Regions from separate parts of the Sus scrofa genome. Here regions 1 and 2 are each linked to region 3. A link is a contact called in public HiChIP or PLAC-seq data. All regions are on one chromosome and are shown on one strand. Each heading gives the region's core, a stretch centred on a gene start, on an enhancer-like site or on the middle of the called end of the contact. The rest is flanking DNA. Distances are from core to core; before and after follow the strand shown.

What was found. HiChIP or PLAC-seq counts read pairs in DNA pulled down with a chosen protein or histone mark.
Region 1: a contact with region 3 is called in an H3K27ac HiChIP or PLAC-seq map of alveolar macrophages. The contact joins the promoter of MTFP1 here to the promoter of CASTOR1 in region 3. A contact is called at or near these places in 1 of 5 promoter capture datasets (liver), 6 of 47 Hi-C or Micro-C datasets (alveolar macrophages, heart right ventricle, retroperitoneal adipose tissue and 2 more) and 2 of 2 datasets of contacts at active chromatin or transcription factors (alveolar macrophages and skeletal muscle).
Region 2: a contact with region 3 is called in an H3K27ac HiChIP or PLAC-seq map of skeletal muscle. The contact joins the promoter of CCDC157 here to the promoter of CASTOR1 in region 3. A contact is called at or near these places in 1 of 5 promoter capture datasets (liver), 6 of 47 Hi-C or Micro-C datasets (alveolar macrophages, blood, brain and 1 more) and 2 of 2 datasets of contacts at active chromatin or transcription factors (alveolar macrophages and skeletal muscle).

Annotation. Positions count from the first base shown.
Region 1 is chr14:47,389,394-47,394,357 of Sscrofa11.1, forward strand. It overlaps MTFP1 (mitochondrial fission process protein 1), which reads left to right and starts at 3,185. Exons shown (of 5, transcript XM_001929262.7): 1 at 3,185-3,449; 2 at 4,213-4,340; 3 at 4,698-4,779; 4 at 4,782-4,929. The coding sequence starts at 3,383. SEC14L2 (SEC14 like lipid binding 2) reads left to right here. Exons shown (of 10, transcript NM_001198918.1): 10 at 364-494. The coding sequence ends at 494.
Region 2 is chr14:47,332,817-47,337,709 of Sscrofa11.1, forward strand. It overlaps CCDC157 (coiled-coil domain-containing protein 157), which reads left to right and starts at 2,684. Exons shown (of 14, transcript XM_021074347.1): 1 at 2,684-2,816. It overlaps SF3A1 (splicing factor 3A subunit 1), which reads right to left and starts at 2,632. Exons shown (of 16, transcript XM_003483452.4): 1 at 2,409-2,632. The coding sequence starts at 2,471.
Region 3 is chr14:47,264,159-47,269,023 of Sscrofa11.1, forward strand. It overlaps CASTOR1 (GATS-like protein 3), which reads right to left and starts at 2,571. Exons shown (of 7, transcript XM_021072302.1): 1 at 2,287-2,571; 2 at 1,632-1,702; 3 at 1-194. The coding sequence starts at 2,399.

The DNA.
Region 1 (4,964 bases), core at 1,935-4,434, 130 kb after region 3:
TCGGAGCTGTAGCCGCTGTCCTACACCACAGCCACAGCAACGCCAGATCCGAGCCTTGTCTGCGACCTATACCACAGCTCATGGCAACGCCGGATCCTTAACCCACTGAGGAGGCCAGGGATTGAACCCACAACCTCATGGTTCCTAGTCAGATTCATTAACCACTGAACCACAACAGGAACTCCTCTCTCCATAAACATCTTGTAACACAGCTAGACTAGGTTTCAGAAGGTGAAGGACCATTGGTTATGTCACTTTCATCCTCATTACCTGTCACAGTGCCTTTGCTCCATCAACAAAAAATCGCTGTCACTAAGCTCTGTCAGAATTGCCTGAATGTGTTTGTTTTTTTACCCCTCGCAGATGTCCTACGGTTTGACAACACCTACAGCTTCATTCATGCAAAGAAGGTCAGTTTCACTGTGGAGGTCCTGCTTCCAGACAAAGCCTCAGAAGAGAAGATGAAACAGCTGGGGGAAGCCACCCCAAAGTAATGCCTCCTCCCACAGCAGGCCTGGCTCCCTCAGTGTCTTCTTGTCAGTTTCTATCCCTTGCAGCAGTCATTTTCCCAGCACTCTCATGCCCAAAGAGAAACTGGGCTAGAAAAAAGACCTCAGGGCTGGATCTGGGAAGCCTTCATTTCAGAATTAGGAAGAGGGAGAGTAGCTGGAGTGGCTCTCTTTGCCTCTCAAATTACTAAGGAGTCCCCAAGGGCTGGGCATATGTGATAGCATATGTCTTGTTAGCTATGCCAATTTCACCTGTCCAGTGACAGCTGAGACAAGAAGCAGGGGGCAGGACCATGGGGTGGCAGGGAAGAAATCAGGTAAAAGGGGAAAGATTGAGGCCTAACACTTAGGGAAGCCAGCTGCAGGGTAAGAACTTGCCTCTGGAAGAACATGTAAGTCTAGATCATAGTGAGGAGTAGCAAGGTAGCCGGTTGCTAGTGTTATCTTGGGGGTCTGAGGCTCTTCTGAACTTTGTATCACCAAGGCTGGGATCTTTTGGCTTTTCCCAGGTTTTAGGAGGTGGCCTGAGTCAGCACAGATCTTCCCATTCAGGGACAGACAGGCAGGCCTCACCCTCACCTTGAGGAAATCAGCAACCCCTGGGTCCCACTGGATACATCTTTAATTACTAATGATTGTCAGTGACTCAAGAGCTTCCTGGGACAATAAGCTTTGGTACCCAGCCACTGTCCTCCAATGCAAACAAAGCCCAGGGAAGTTGCCTCCACGGATTCCCAGCTCCGTGAAGGGCCAGGGAGGCTGAGGTGGTCCTGAAGCTTCCACTCGTTTTCAGTGCTGCCAGCCTCTCTAAAATTACCTCTTCCTGTGAGCACCCATACAAAAGCGACAAGTGGGATCAATACAGTAGATCTCAGTGAGGGCATTTCCCATTCTGAGTCTCCCAGGGTGTCCGACCAGAGCAAGGCCTTGCTGGTCCCGTCTCTGGGAGGCCTGCGGTGGGTGCAGTGGGTTCCTGTGCCTGTAGGTGCTGCTGCCCCAGCACGAGGCCAAAGGCCGGGCCAGCACCGGGCAGAGCCAGGGGCTGGGGGCAGCCAGAGAGCCTCGCAGGCCCCCAGCTCCTCCTTCCACAATGACAGGGTGGGGGTGGGGGGAACAGACCTTGCGGCAATCACAGCTCTCCACTCAATCCCACATTCTGCAAACGAACACCAGGCCTTGGATTGCACAGAACCCGAGAAGGCGGTCCCGCCTGGGCCCTCGTGGGCATTCCCTCCCTTCAGAAACCCAGACCCTGGCCCAGCCTGGGGAGAGGTCTGGCGAAGCAGATGGAGGAGGAAGGGGCAAGGCTGGCGCTGACAGGATGGCCCGAGGCCGCGCGGGAGCCCCAGTCAGACTCTTCAGGACATCCTGACCTTGGTTTACAACGCTCTGTTAGGAAAATTAACCCAATGAATAAAGCAATGTTCAGTGCACGGGGAGTAGCAGTCAGTGACCTCCGCCTCGCTCTTCGCGGTCCCTCAGTCAAACCTCCACTTTAGGAGCCCAGCGTTTACCCGCTACTAAGCGGGGCGCATGTGCAAAAACAGCCCGCTGCTTAAGCGCTTTCTCACGGCGCCGGGATGGCCAGCTTGCCTCCTGATTGGCCCAGGCCGCATCTTCCGCCATTTTTGCTGAGGGCACTAAGTGTACTCCTGACTTCCTTTACCGTCAGAGCGGAGGCTCCGCCCCACTCGGGCTTCTCAGGGCAAGCTAACAAGTGCGGGTTTGGCGAGTCCTTGCAGCGCTTGCGGCAGGCCCGGAGTGGGAGGTTGGCTGAGAAGCAACGGTCACGTGGTGTTAGGGACCGTCTCCCAATTCCGCGCGTGCACTGCCAGTATTTCCGGGGCTAGGGATCAGCTTGGGCTCCGAAACAAGCTTCCTGCCAGATCACCAATGAACTGGCTGCCTTATAAGATCCCACCAAAATAGAGACGCCTGAAAACAGGGCCCACAATAGGGAGTCTAGGATATTTATTTGATGATGAGCGCCTCCTGGATACACTGCATCAGCCCTGTGCTTACTGTTTTGGGTTATTGCAAAGACTCAAGGAAACTACAGCCAGAGCGCTTAGTGTACGCTCAGTATGTATTAGCTACTCATTTTTTTACAGACGTGGCTGACAGTTAATAGGCGGCACAACTGGAATTTGAACCCAGGACTGCCTGTCTTTAAAAGCTGTGTCTTTGTTTGCTGATACCCCAAAGGATTCAGAGTTTCACTCGGGTTCTCAACATACACTCCCTCAGTCTCATTTACTGAGCTTACCTTAAGAGCATGGGAACTAGAGCCTCACAGCCTGGAATCAAATGTCGGCTTCACTACTCAGCAGTCGTAGGACCCGGGAAAGTGACCAATTATTTCTATCTCTATTCCTCATCTGTAAAAGGAGGGTGGGGTTTATGCCTGGCTGAGGGGAGGGTTTAAAGAAGTAAGCCATCTGGAGTCTTTAGCCAACAGTCTGGCTGGCACTAAACTCGATAAATGATGAGTGTAATTCATCCTCGAAACTGCCCCAGGAGTAAACCCATCCTGTTTCCTATCTAACAAATAAAGTGACGTGCAGAGAAGTACAGACTCTTGCTCGAGGTCACACAGCTATGAAGCGTAGCATCCGGTATTTGAACCTGCGTCTCTTTGGCTCCAACACTACAGTCAGTGCTGAGAGAGGATCGCGCAACCGTTCAACCCCAGAGAAAACGTGATGAAAATTAATCTGTAAAACCCAAGCTTGGGAGGGGGGCGCCAGTGCGCGAGGGAATTTGCAGACGCTCCCTGCTGGTGGGGACCGCACGACCTGTCCTTCAGTCTGGGACCTTAAGCCGGTCCCGCAGCCGCAGACAGGAGCGCTAGTGGAAGCCGAGGCGGAAGCGTCATGTCTGAGCCGCCCCCGCGGGGGGCCGAGCGCGACCTTTTCCGGGACACGTGGGTGCGGTACTTGGGTGAGCACGGGGCAAGGGGCACGGCGACCCCCACACCACGTGGCTGGGAAGCAGGGGTTCCCAGACGCCGGTCAGGGACATGGCGAACGTGGGAGGGCTGTAGTTCTCATTCAGCCGGGGCAGAGACTGGGCTCAGAGAGGGTTCTGGACTGGCTCAAGATCACACAGCTTGGCCTGTCCAGCCCGGCCCTCACGGTCTCTGCTGGTCTGTCTCCCAGGTGGAAGCTGCAGCCCAAGTAGGTGGATGGGGATGAGTGGGCTGCCCCCTGTGGAATGACTGGACACTGGCTGTAGTCAGGGCACTTGAACTCTCATCTTGGATCAGTCGCTCTGACTAAGCTTGTTTCTTCCTCAGCAAAAAGGGATGAGCACAAGGTCTCTCTCATTGGGTGGTAGTTGTGAGGGTACAATGAGATAAGGTACAGAAAGGCCTGGCACTTAGCGAGTTCCCCGTCAGAGGGGCTGCCTTTAGTCTCTCTCACTGCCTGTCCCCCCAGCCAGCTCACATGCTTCTAGAACCCAGACTATTAAGGCAAGTAGGCTGTGAGAATGGAGACAGTACTCAGCTCTCCCATAAGGAAAGAGTCCAGGTGAGCATCATGGGTGTCATTTTACAGGTGGGGAAACACTCACAGGAGTAAAGTCACTTTGTCTAAGGTCATCCAGCTACTGCTTAGCAGGCTGAGATAAGAACCATCTCCCTCTAGTGCCCTCTTGTGGAACAACCCAACCGCTCAGGAATTAAATATTCCTCCACCACCAGGCTATGCCAATGAGGTAGGGGAGGCCTTCCGCTCCTTGGTGCCAACAGCTGTTGTGTGGCTGAGCTATGGTGTGTCCAGCTCCTATGTGCTGGCTGATGCCATTGACAAAGGCAAGAAGGCAAGAGATGTAAGTGTTAACCTGCCCCTCAACCCCCACCCCAGTCCACTCCCCTTGTGGTCAGTCTACAGCCTTGCATATGGTTAAGTCCCTTGTGGCACAGTCGAGTCCCCACAGCCTGGCCTGGTGCATTCCACACCACAGTCCTGCTTGCAGGATAGGCACCCCACCCCCAACCGTGCAGGTGACATGATCTATACTGAAGTCCTGTTTGTGCATGAGTCAACCTTCAGCCCAGAACCCAACACTAGTGCGGCTCTGTCCCCACCCACCTTCACTTCCCTCTCCCTGGTCCCTCCCATGCTCCTGTCTACAGAGTTTCCTGCTTCTGCCTCTGCTGGGTTATGTGTCTCTTGTACCTACCAGGTGCCAAGCCCTGAGGCAGGCCGCAGCACCAGGGTGACCGTGGCCGTGGTAGACACCTTTGTGTGGCAGGCTCTGGCCTCTGTGGCATCCCAGGCTTCACTATCAACCGTGTGTGTGCTGCCTCTCTCTACATCCTGGGCACTGCCACCCGCTGGCCTCTGGCTGTCCGCAAGTGGACCACTACTGCACTGGGGCTACTGGCCATCCCCATCATCATCCACCCCATCGACAGGTGGGTGCCCCTCCCTGCTTCAGAAAACTCTACAG
Region 2 (4,893 bases), core at 1,434-3,933, 69 kb after region 3:
AAAACTGAGGAGGAGTTCCTGCTGTGGCTCAGCCGGTTAAGAACCCAACTAATATCCACGAGGATAAGGGTTCAATTCTTGGCCTCGAGGTCAGTGGGTTAAAGAATCGGGCGTTGCCAAAAGCTGTGACATAGGTTGCAGATATGGCTCGGATCTGGCATGGCTGTGGCTGTGGTGTAGGCCGGGAGCTGCAGTTGTGATTTGACCCCTAGCCTGGGAACCTTTTTATTCTGCAGGTGTGGGCCTAAAAAGACCTAAAAAACAAAAACAAAAACAAAAAACAAAACTGAGGAATGGAGACCTGAACTGGCCCAGAGACATCACTTTAAAAGGAGTGCCAGGGAGTTCCCATTGTGGCTCAATGGAAACAAATCTAACTGGTAACCATGAGGACACAGGTTGGATTACTGGCTTCCTCAGTGGGTTAAGGATCCAGTGTTGCCGTGAGCTGTGGTGTAGGTCACAGATGTGGCTCGGATATGGCACTGTGGTGGCTGTGGCGTAGGCAGGCAGCTACAGCTCCGATTTGACCCATAGCCTGGGAACCTCCATATGCCTCAGGTGTGGCCCTAAAAAGACCAAAAAAAAAAAAAAAAAAAAAAGATAAAAGGAGTGCTAGCACCATCAGCCCTTCTGTGACATGAGCTTGCTGGATCCCCTCTGTTCTATTCCCCTGCCACATATAGGTCAGGCCCTCAACTTTTTTTTTGTCTTTTTTGTCCTTTTTAAAAAGAGCCGCACCCGTGGCATATGGAGGTTCCCAGGCCAGGGGTCCAATCTGAGTTGTTGCTTCCAGTCTATGCCAGAGTCACAGCAACACCAGATCCAAGCCACGTCTGCAACCTACACCAGAGCTCGTGGCAACACCGGATCATTAACCCACTGAGCAAGGCCAGGGATGGAACCAGCAACCTCATGGTTCCTAGTCGGATTGTTTCCGCTGTGCCACGACAGGAACGCCAACATTTTTCGAATAATATGACCAACCTATCCTCCTAGCGATTCTCCACATTACTGTCTACCTGAATTTTGTGAAACACAAATGTCACTATCCAGCTTCCTTTTCTCCCAATAGCCTACTAGAAAAGTTCAAAGCCCCAGAAATACATCTCTTCACCACCAATTTCCCCAATTCTATGCTTTAACCTTTACACCCATCAGAGGTCCCATCAGTTCCTAGCTAGGTATCTTTGCACTTATCTGGTATTACCTTCTTTATTTTTACCAAGTTACTGGGAAAATGTTAGGGATACATAGGTGATTGCACTGATCAGCATAAAATATGTGCTCAATAAATGTTTGGTGAATGAATAAAGAATGGAATTTCCCTTCCCAATCCCCTATATAGTGAATTACCAATTCATCCTTCTAAACACAATTTACCTCTCACTCCCATGGGCTTCATCTATCTTAATCTCTCCTCTATCCCACCAAAGCAATGTTGATCAGAATTAATGTCTCCTTTGCACTTGATACTTATATCACACTGCAATTATCTATACACATCTTTCCTCCTTAGCTGATTAAGATGTTTAAAGGCTGGCTGGAACTGTATCATTTAAGGTGATTGAGGCAATAAACACTTATTGAGTATTCACTTATATCTGTCTCCCCACTAGTTCCCTAAAGCAGGAGTTGTGCTTCATTCATTAAGGTAAAGACAAAGCCTGGTACAGTATCTAGCTTAAAGGAAGCACAAAGGAGATGCTGAGAATTTAACAAAGTGGCACCATGCAGGCTGGGAAATTAAGGATTCCTGTCAAAGGCTTGTGGGGGCCAGTGGGCCCAATTACTGCAGAAGACCAGTGGATGCGCTGGATTAGTGATTCTCAAACTTCAGTGAATCACCTTTGGGTCTTGTTACAATGCAGATTCTGGAGTTCCCATTGTGGCTCAGTGGTTAACGAATCTGACTAGCATACATGAGGACGCATGTTCGATCCCTGGCCCTGCTCAGCGGGTTAAGGATCCAGCGTTGCCTTGAGCTGTGGTAGAGGTTGCAGATGAGGACTGGATCCTGCCTTGCTGTGCCTGTGGTAAAGGCTTGCAGCTACAGGTCCGATTAGACCCCTAGCCTGGGAACGTCCATATGCCACGGGTGCGGCCCTAAAAAGCCAAAAAAAAAAAAATGCAGATTCTGATTTAGAAGAAGTGGAAACTCAGCATTTCTAATAAGCTCCCAGGCGATGCTACACTTTCCACGGACTACACTTTGAAAACCACTGTTCCAAGCAGGCTTGTTTCGCTACTAGAAGGCAGGCGGGAAGCGCGCTGCCTCCTGGGACTTGGAGTTCCTCCAAGCCCTCCTAAACGGCTGCTACTTCCTCCGCGAGTGAGAAGCGCCCGCGCCGGAGGGGAGGGCTCAGGCCTAGGCTCAGTTGCCGGTGGAGATGCGGGGGTGGCTGTACCTGTTTGGGCTCGGTGGCCGCGGGCGGCGGTGGAGGCACCGCCTGCACGGGTCCGGCGGGCATGACGGCGACGCTCAGGGCTGCCAGTCCGCCTGGGCGTAAGTGAGCAGTGAGGCGTCAAAGCGGTTTCCCCGCACGGACTATGACACAAGCCCGCAAGATGGCGGCGGCGACTCGCCTGTCGCCGCCGAGGGGAAGAGGCTGACGTACTTCCGGGCACGCCCATCCCCGTGACGTAATTTCCCGCCCCTCCCCTTACGGGAGCAGCCAGCTCCCGACGCTGTTGCCATGGCAGCGGTCGAGGAACCAGGCTAGGGTTTGCTGAGGCTCCCACAAGCTACAGTCGCTCCGGGGGGGCAGTTCCATGAGCGGAGCAGACACGGGCTGAGGCTGCGACTCCAGAGACTGGTGAGACGTTTTACATTCCCCTTCCGACGTCCTCTCACGCCCCCCACGGCCCTGGCCCCCCTCTCCTTTACCAGAGTATTCCTCTCCCTCTGACCCTCGCTTTCCAAGGCCCCCGCTCCCTCTCTTTGGCCTCCCATTTGGCCAAAACCTCGTCCCCCAGCCTCTTTTTGCTTCAGGCCACCACCTCCTTCCCAAATATCAATCCCTAATTCCCTCTGGTACTATTTCCCTCTGGTCTTGCCTTTTCCAGGTTCCACCCCTGCCTTCCATAGTTAGGCCTTGAAATTCCGTGGACTAGCTCAAATCTGGCCGCCTTCTTTAGGCTCAACCTCTCACGCCCGGAGGTTTGTGCCTGTGAAATCTCTTCCCTCACTCCCCACTCCTCCCTCCGTCACTTCCAATCCCGCCCTTTTCGCTTCCTTTCCTGAGACCCTCTCTTCCCTCTTAACTCTGTAATGTGGCTCTCTCTGAACCCTTGCTTTCAATTTCTTCACCTATGAAATGGGGGAGTGATAGGAAAGGATACCCTCCCAATTCTCCTCCCCGCCTTTCTTCCTTATTTACACACCATAGTTGGTTTATGTCATTGTTATTATTAATGTAGAATGATAATGTTTGCTAGGGCTTTTTGAACATATACCATGGGTCAGACCCTGTGCCCAACACTACATGCATTACATTACATTACATTATTTCTTTCTTTCTTTCTTTTTTTTTTTTTTTTTTTTTTTGTCTTTTTGCCTTTTCTAGGGCCACTCCCATAGCATATGGAGGTTCCCAGGCTAGGGGTCTAATCAGAGCTGTAGCCACTGGCCTACACCAGAGCCACAGCAACGAGGGATCCGAGCCGCGTCTGCAACCTACACCACAGCTCATGGCAACACCAGATTCTTAACCCACTGAGCAAGGCCAGGGATCAAACCTGCAACCTCATGGTTCTTATTCAGATTACTCCTACATTACTTTATTTCTTATAGCAACTTATTTATGGATGAGGACAGTGAGGTTCACATCCTCAATTCACATAGCACAGTACGAATCCAAACCCAGGCCATTCTTACTCCTCTGCAAGTGCAATCAGTTACTTCTTTGTCTACACTGGAATTCCTTCAGTATCTCCTGGGACCCGGGCAGTTAGCAATCCTGAGTCAGACTGACACTGCCACATAAATGGTTTTAGAGTTTCCAAGGGTACACTGGCCAGGAAGTAGGTATGATCTTTACCTGAAGGGTAAGGTCCTAGGGCTCAAGAGACAGAAGGGGCTTGAATGTTGAGTGGGAGTGAAGGAAAGTCTTCTCTCACTTCTCTTCGAGTCAAAAGTCCACCTCGGGCTGAGGGACCTGAGGAGAAGCAGAGTTAACTGCTGCTCTACCTCAAGGTCATGTTGGCTGAATTAGGGCCATCACTTGTATGATTTCAGGAATAGTGCAGGGCTGGCAGCTTCAGGCTGAGGTTTCCACTCAAGACCCAGGAATTAGAAAGCCTATGTCAAATGCTCCCTCACTTGACACACAGCTATGTGATTCTCAAACCATGTTTATATCTGCAAACCCCCACTGTACAAAAAAAATGGCATGGTAACCTCATATGTTTTTTTAGTGTTTTGTTTTCCACTTGTATATTCTTGATGTTTTTTGCTGCTGCTCATCAGAACCGAAATATAACAGGAGCTTGTACCTCAGGGGGCTCCAGATGGCAGCTGTAGTTATTTGAGGGTGAGCAGGTTTTCACAAACAAGCTCCTGAGTTCCAGGTGCTTTGCCACCTGAAAAGCCCTCTTCCCAGGGTGGGATTTCTTGTTTTATTTCCTTCTTCCTATTCCAGGAAGAAAACCCAGAATGTTTCAATTGGTTTTTTCTCTTTGTTTCTGCCTCATTCCTTGGGGACATTTCATGGATGGCATTGTCTCCTGAGAGACTGTCACTGGGACACGTTTGTGAGATATGGGCCTCTGTGCACGCGCGCGTGTGTGTGTGTGTGTGTGTGTGTGAGTGAGAGAGAGACAGAGACAGAGAATTGTGGAGCTCATCACCCCACCTGTGGGTGAAACTACAGAACTGACGCACCCAAGACTTGC
Region 3 (4,865 bases), core at 1,321-3,820:
ACTCACCAGGATGAAGTCTGTCTGGTAGGTGGACAGCATCAGCACGGACACGTGGTGCTCAGCCAGCGGTGCAATTACTGAGCGGGCAATCTTGGTGACCCCAGCAGCCTGCACTGCTGTGCCGCTGTGGGATGACACATTCAGCACTAGCCACGTGGCCTCGGCCACTTGTAGGAACTCAGACGTGGGCAGCTCTGTGGGGCAGGGGGACACACCCAGTCAGGGCCTGTAGGGCTGGCCCCTGGCCTCAGTTTCCCTGTCTGCGCTTTGGAGGGCTCTACCAAGGTAAGGTCCACTCTGGAAAATAGAGCTGTCCTCCTCCCCCAAGTTCTGCTCCTGAGACCTGCATATATGCAAAGACTGAGAAGTGCTTTGGGTGTTGGCCTGTCAGGGATTGAAACTTCCCAGTTAAAATGGAAGCTTGGAGTTCCCGTCGTGGCACAGTGGTTAATGAATCTGATTAGGAACCATGAGGTTGCAGGTTCGATTCCTGGCCTTGCTCTGTGGGTTAAGAATCTGGCGTTGCTGTGAGCTGTGGCATAGTTTGCAGACGCGGCTCAGATCCTGAGTTGCTGTGGCTCTGGCGCAGGCTGGTGGCTACAGCTCTGATTAGACCCCTAGCCTGGGAACTTCCATATGCTGCGGGAGTGGCCCTAGAAAAGGTAAAAAATAAAATAATAAAATAAAATTGGAGCTCAAAATTCAGACAGACCTGGGTTTTAATCCCAGCTTCATCATTTACTTTCTGTTGACCTGTGGCAAATGATTTAACTTCTGAGAGCCTGTTTCTCCTACAGAAACTGAGTATGTATGCACTGAGTATCAGAGGCCTTACACCATGTGGTACCACCAGGGGGAGCCAGCAGTCCAAGTTGGCTGGGAGATGCCTTCCTCGTTAGCAGACCCAGACTTTTCCGCAGCATAAATAGGGAAACTAAGTAGCCCTGTAGGGGAGGGAGGGAGCCCCAGCTGGCTGGCCAGAGACTCCAGGCCTGTAAGGATGGGTCAAGCTGGCAGGAGAGAAGCCAGATATCAGCTCCAGGGATCAGGGAGGGACCAGGCTGGTGTCCAGTCCAGCACATGGGCCACAGCCAAGGTGGCTGCTAATCGCCCAAACACAGCTAGGAGGCCCCGTAGGATCCTGCCCTGGGCTGGCTGCCGGCTCCTGCATTCCTTCCCCAACCCTCAGACTCTCGGAGTTCCCAGACCAGTCAGGGAGGGAGTGACCCACACCAGGGAGTGAAGCCCAAGGGGAAATAATGGGGTGGGGGGCAAGAACAGCCACAGAAGCCTGATTCTTGCCCCAGAGCTGTAACTGAGGCCCTGCTGCTGGTCTGTGGCTGCTAAATGCCCTTTACACACTGCCCCATTTATAAAACCCTCATGGGGCCAAATAGATCAGAACCGTAACTATATCCATTTTACATAAAACGAAATAAACAACTCAGAGAGGGGAAGTGACTTGATCAAGGGCACACAGCCAGTGAGTAGTGGAAATGGACTGGAACCCAGATCATCTGCCTTCAGGGCCCCAACTCTTGGTACATTAGATCCTAGCATTCTCTTAGAATCCTGCAAAAAGGGGAGGACAACCTCCTTCCCCTACTCACCCTCCCCAGCCCAGTCCCCACCTTTGAAGCCCTCCTCGTCCACCATGAGCGTGTAATCCTCAGGGGTCTCCGTCAGGCTGAAGAATTTGCACCTGGGTGGGGGCAGGGAGCATCTTCAGCCTGGGTGGGCGGAGGGGGCGGGCAGACACCCCCCACCCCGGCTGGGCGTCTCCCTGCCCCCTCCAGACTCAATTTCCTCCCCAGAACAGTGGGGCGTGGGCCCCATCTCCAGAATTGCGAACCGTTTTCCTCCGCCCAGATCTCTGCAGAAGCCCCTGCCCAGCATTCCAAGAGGAAGGAGAGGCTCACCCAAGGCGGCAGTCCCGGGCGTCCGAGCCCCCTTAGACCAGCCCCTCTGACCCGATGAGAGGCAGCTGGAAAAAGTTCTCCGAAGTTGCCAGGAAGAAATGCCCCCATGTGAAACCACTAGGAGTTAAGCACTGACCATCCCAGGCTGTCTGCGCCTTAACAAGCTCTGTGAGGGGGCCTCACGAGCCGGATAGGCGGCGGTCCCAGGGAGGGTAGGCCCAGGCCGGATGGCGGCGGTGGGGAGCGGGGGGCGGGGAGCGCTCTCCCTGTCTGCTCCCGCTGGCCCCGCGGAGGTCCTAATCTCCCGATCCCATCTCAGAGTGACAGTGCAGCCCACCCCCCTCTGTGCCCGGACCCGGACGCGCACCGGCTTCGGCGGGGCAGGAAGAGCAGCTTGATGAGTGGGTGAGTGTAGAGCCAGAGACCGGGCCGGGCGAGGCTCAGCACCCGCACCCGGTGCTCTAGGATGTGCAGCTCCATCGCGGTCCGCGCGGACCCGACCCCACGGCCAAACAGACCCAGGCCGTGCCGGGGGCGGGGCGGCGGGGGCGGTGCCGGGAGGTGCTTAAAGGAGCCGCTGCGCCGCAGAGTCCTAGCCGCCAGCCACGCCAGCTCCCTGACGGCCACGCCGCGCAGGACTGGGGGCCAATCCAGGGTGGCCACGCCTCCTTGTAACGCTAGAGACTCACTCCGCCCCTTATGGCCCCGCCCCTTCGGCATTGGCTCCGGAATCACCACCTAACCCCACCCCCGTCGCGTCCTCCAGGCCCCGCCCATGCCTCTCCCCCACTCCGGGCTCCGCCCTTTCCGCAGGACTCCCGCAGCTGCTCCGGAGAGCCCGGGGAGGCTTGGGGTCTTTTCTGCACTAAGGGCCTTCTGATTAAGTTCACCAAGGCTTGGGAGGGCCACAAGATGAACCGGGGCTCGGCTGTGACCAGAACACTGCTCCCAAATCCTTGAAACATGGGTGGGTAGGGGTCCACTGTGCAACCTAGGAGACGTTGTTGTTCTGTCCCAATAAAGGGTCCTGGCACCTTTCCCTCTCCTTCCTCTGATGGCTTAGCATGAGGCAGGGCCACCAGAACTGGCTGGGGTGGCAGTGAAAAAAGTTCCACAGCCCAGGATAGCACTGATACAAACCCCTCCAAGCTTTGTGAGCCCTGTGAGTGGGCTAACAAGATGAAACCCAACCTGAACTTGGTGGTCCCCACATCTGTTCCTCTCACCCACCTTTCAGAGTAGAAGGCTCCCCACCAGAATCAAAGATGGGGAGGGCCCCAGCTACCTCTGAGCAATACACTGTAGGGTAGGGAGCTGAAGGTAGTCTGGACTAACATTTGAGGCTTAAGACTTAAGTATTTGGGACAGGAATGCCCAAAGCTCAAACTTTGGGGGGCAGGGCCATGCATCCAGAGCCCAGTGTGTAGTCAGACTTAAAAGCCTACAGTCATTAGAACTTGGGCCTGAGCACATTTAAGCTTGTTTCATGTCCAAGGAGGCCCCCAGATCTGAAGCTTGTTAGTGCCACCTTGGGTTCATTTCAACATTAGGGCTGGGGTCTGCTCAGGCCTCTCAGGTTTGCAAAGACCCCAGTGCTGAGCAGACATCAGCACACCTAGGTTGGTTTCCCAGCAGGATGGGACATGTTCCAGGGGCCCTTGCCTGGCCTGCACATCCTCAGGCCTCAGATCCAAGGCTTTGAACCAAGCAGGTTAAAGCAGGCCTCAGGCCTGATTGGGTCCCAGCAGGCCTGAGCAGGCCTCCTACCTGCTGGGGCGGGCGGGCGTGGGGTGGGGGGTGGCGGCAATTGCACGCAGCTAGTAGTGGGGCAGCACCTTCCCTCCCTGGACTCACCAGTTTGGTGGGTTCTGCTGGAACACTGCAGCCACCACATCCTGGCCAGACCCCTAGAGGGCCAGGGGGTGGGAGGTGTCCTCAGGAGGCTGAGCCCCTCATCTGGTTGACGGCAGGTGTACATGGGGTAGGAAGCCACAGGGGTAAGGGGCAGGAGGTAGGAAGGGTGTGGTTTGCCCTGACAGATTCATGTGACCCTTGACCTCCTCAGGCCTCAGTATCCCCAGCTGTACCAGGACAAGATGTTCCAGGCTGAGGCCCTGAGATGCTTAAAAGCTCCCAGGGAGGCTCTAGTCCTGCCTCCCTGCTCCCCCATTGCCCAGCCCAGCTTGGTGGCCAGCCAAGAACAGTCACTATTGTTTGACTGGAAAAGCTGCTTCCTCAGCAGAAGGGGGGCCTCTCCCAGGGACACCCTGTCCTCACCCTTGCCAGTCATCAGCTATGACACTACTGCCAACTTGGGCCTTCAATGGCAAAGTCAGGAGAGGTAGTTGGGGGCTCTGGGTACAAATCTGGATCAGCTTCATTTTTCCCACTTAGCTCCTGTTTCCTTATCCATAAAAGGGGGACAATAATAAAACCTACCTGATCAGGCATGTGACACAACCAGCCCAGCCTGGCATATGCTACATGGCAGGTAGCCTTTCATCAAAGATACAGATTTGGCCCCACACCCCTTTGCTTTTGATGGAGGCCTGGGATGAGCATGTGAGGGCATTCATGATCCCTCACTCTTGGCACCAGCACCCAACCCAGAATGAATACTCATTACCTTATTGGGGTCCAAAATAGCATCCAGGCTAGACCTTAGAAGAGGAAGACCCTTAAAAGGACCTCCCTAAGGAACCCCTCCCCTTCGGTGATGGGCAGGGATCAAGGCCTGGGGAGCAGGCTCTGCTCTGCCCCAGCACTAGTGACCCTCATCCATGGCAGATGGTGAACATGGGTCAGAGGGGACAGGATAAGAGGATACAGGGGCCAGGAATAGGAGCGGGCCCTAGATTTGGCCTCCCCTCTGGCAAAGGTACTTCCCAGAAAGGCTCTAGTGCTGCACTAGGACCAGGATGGGGCCTCTGCAGGGTATGGAGAAGA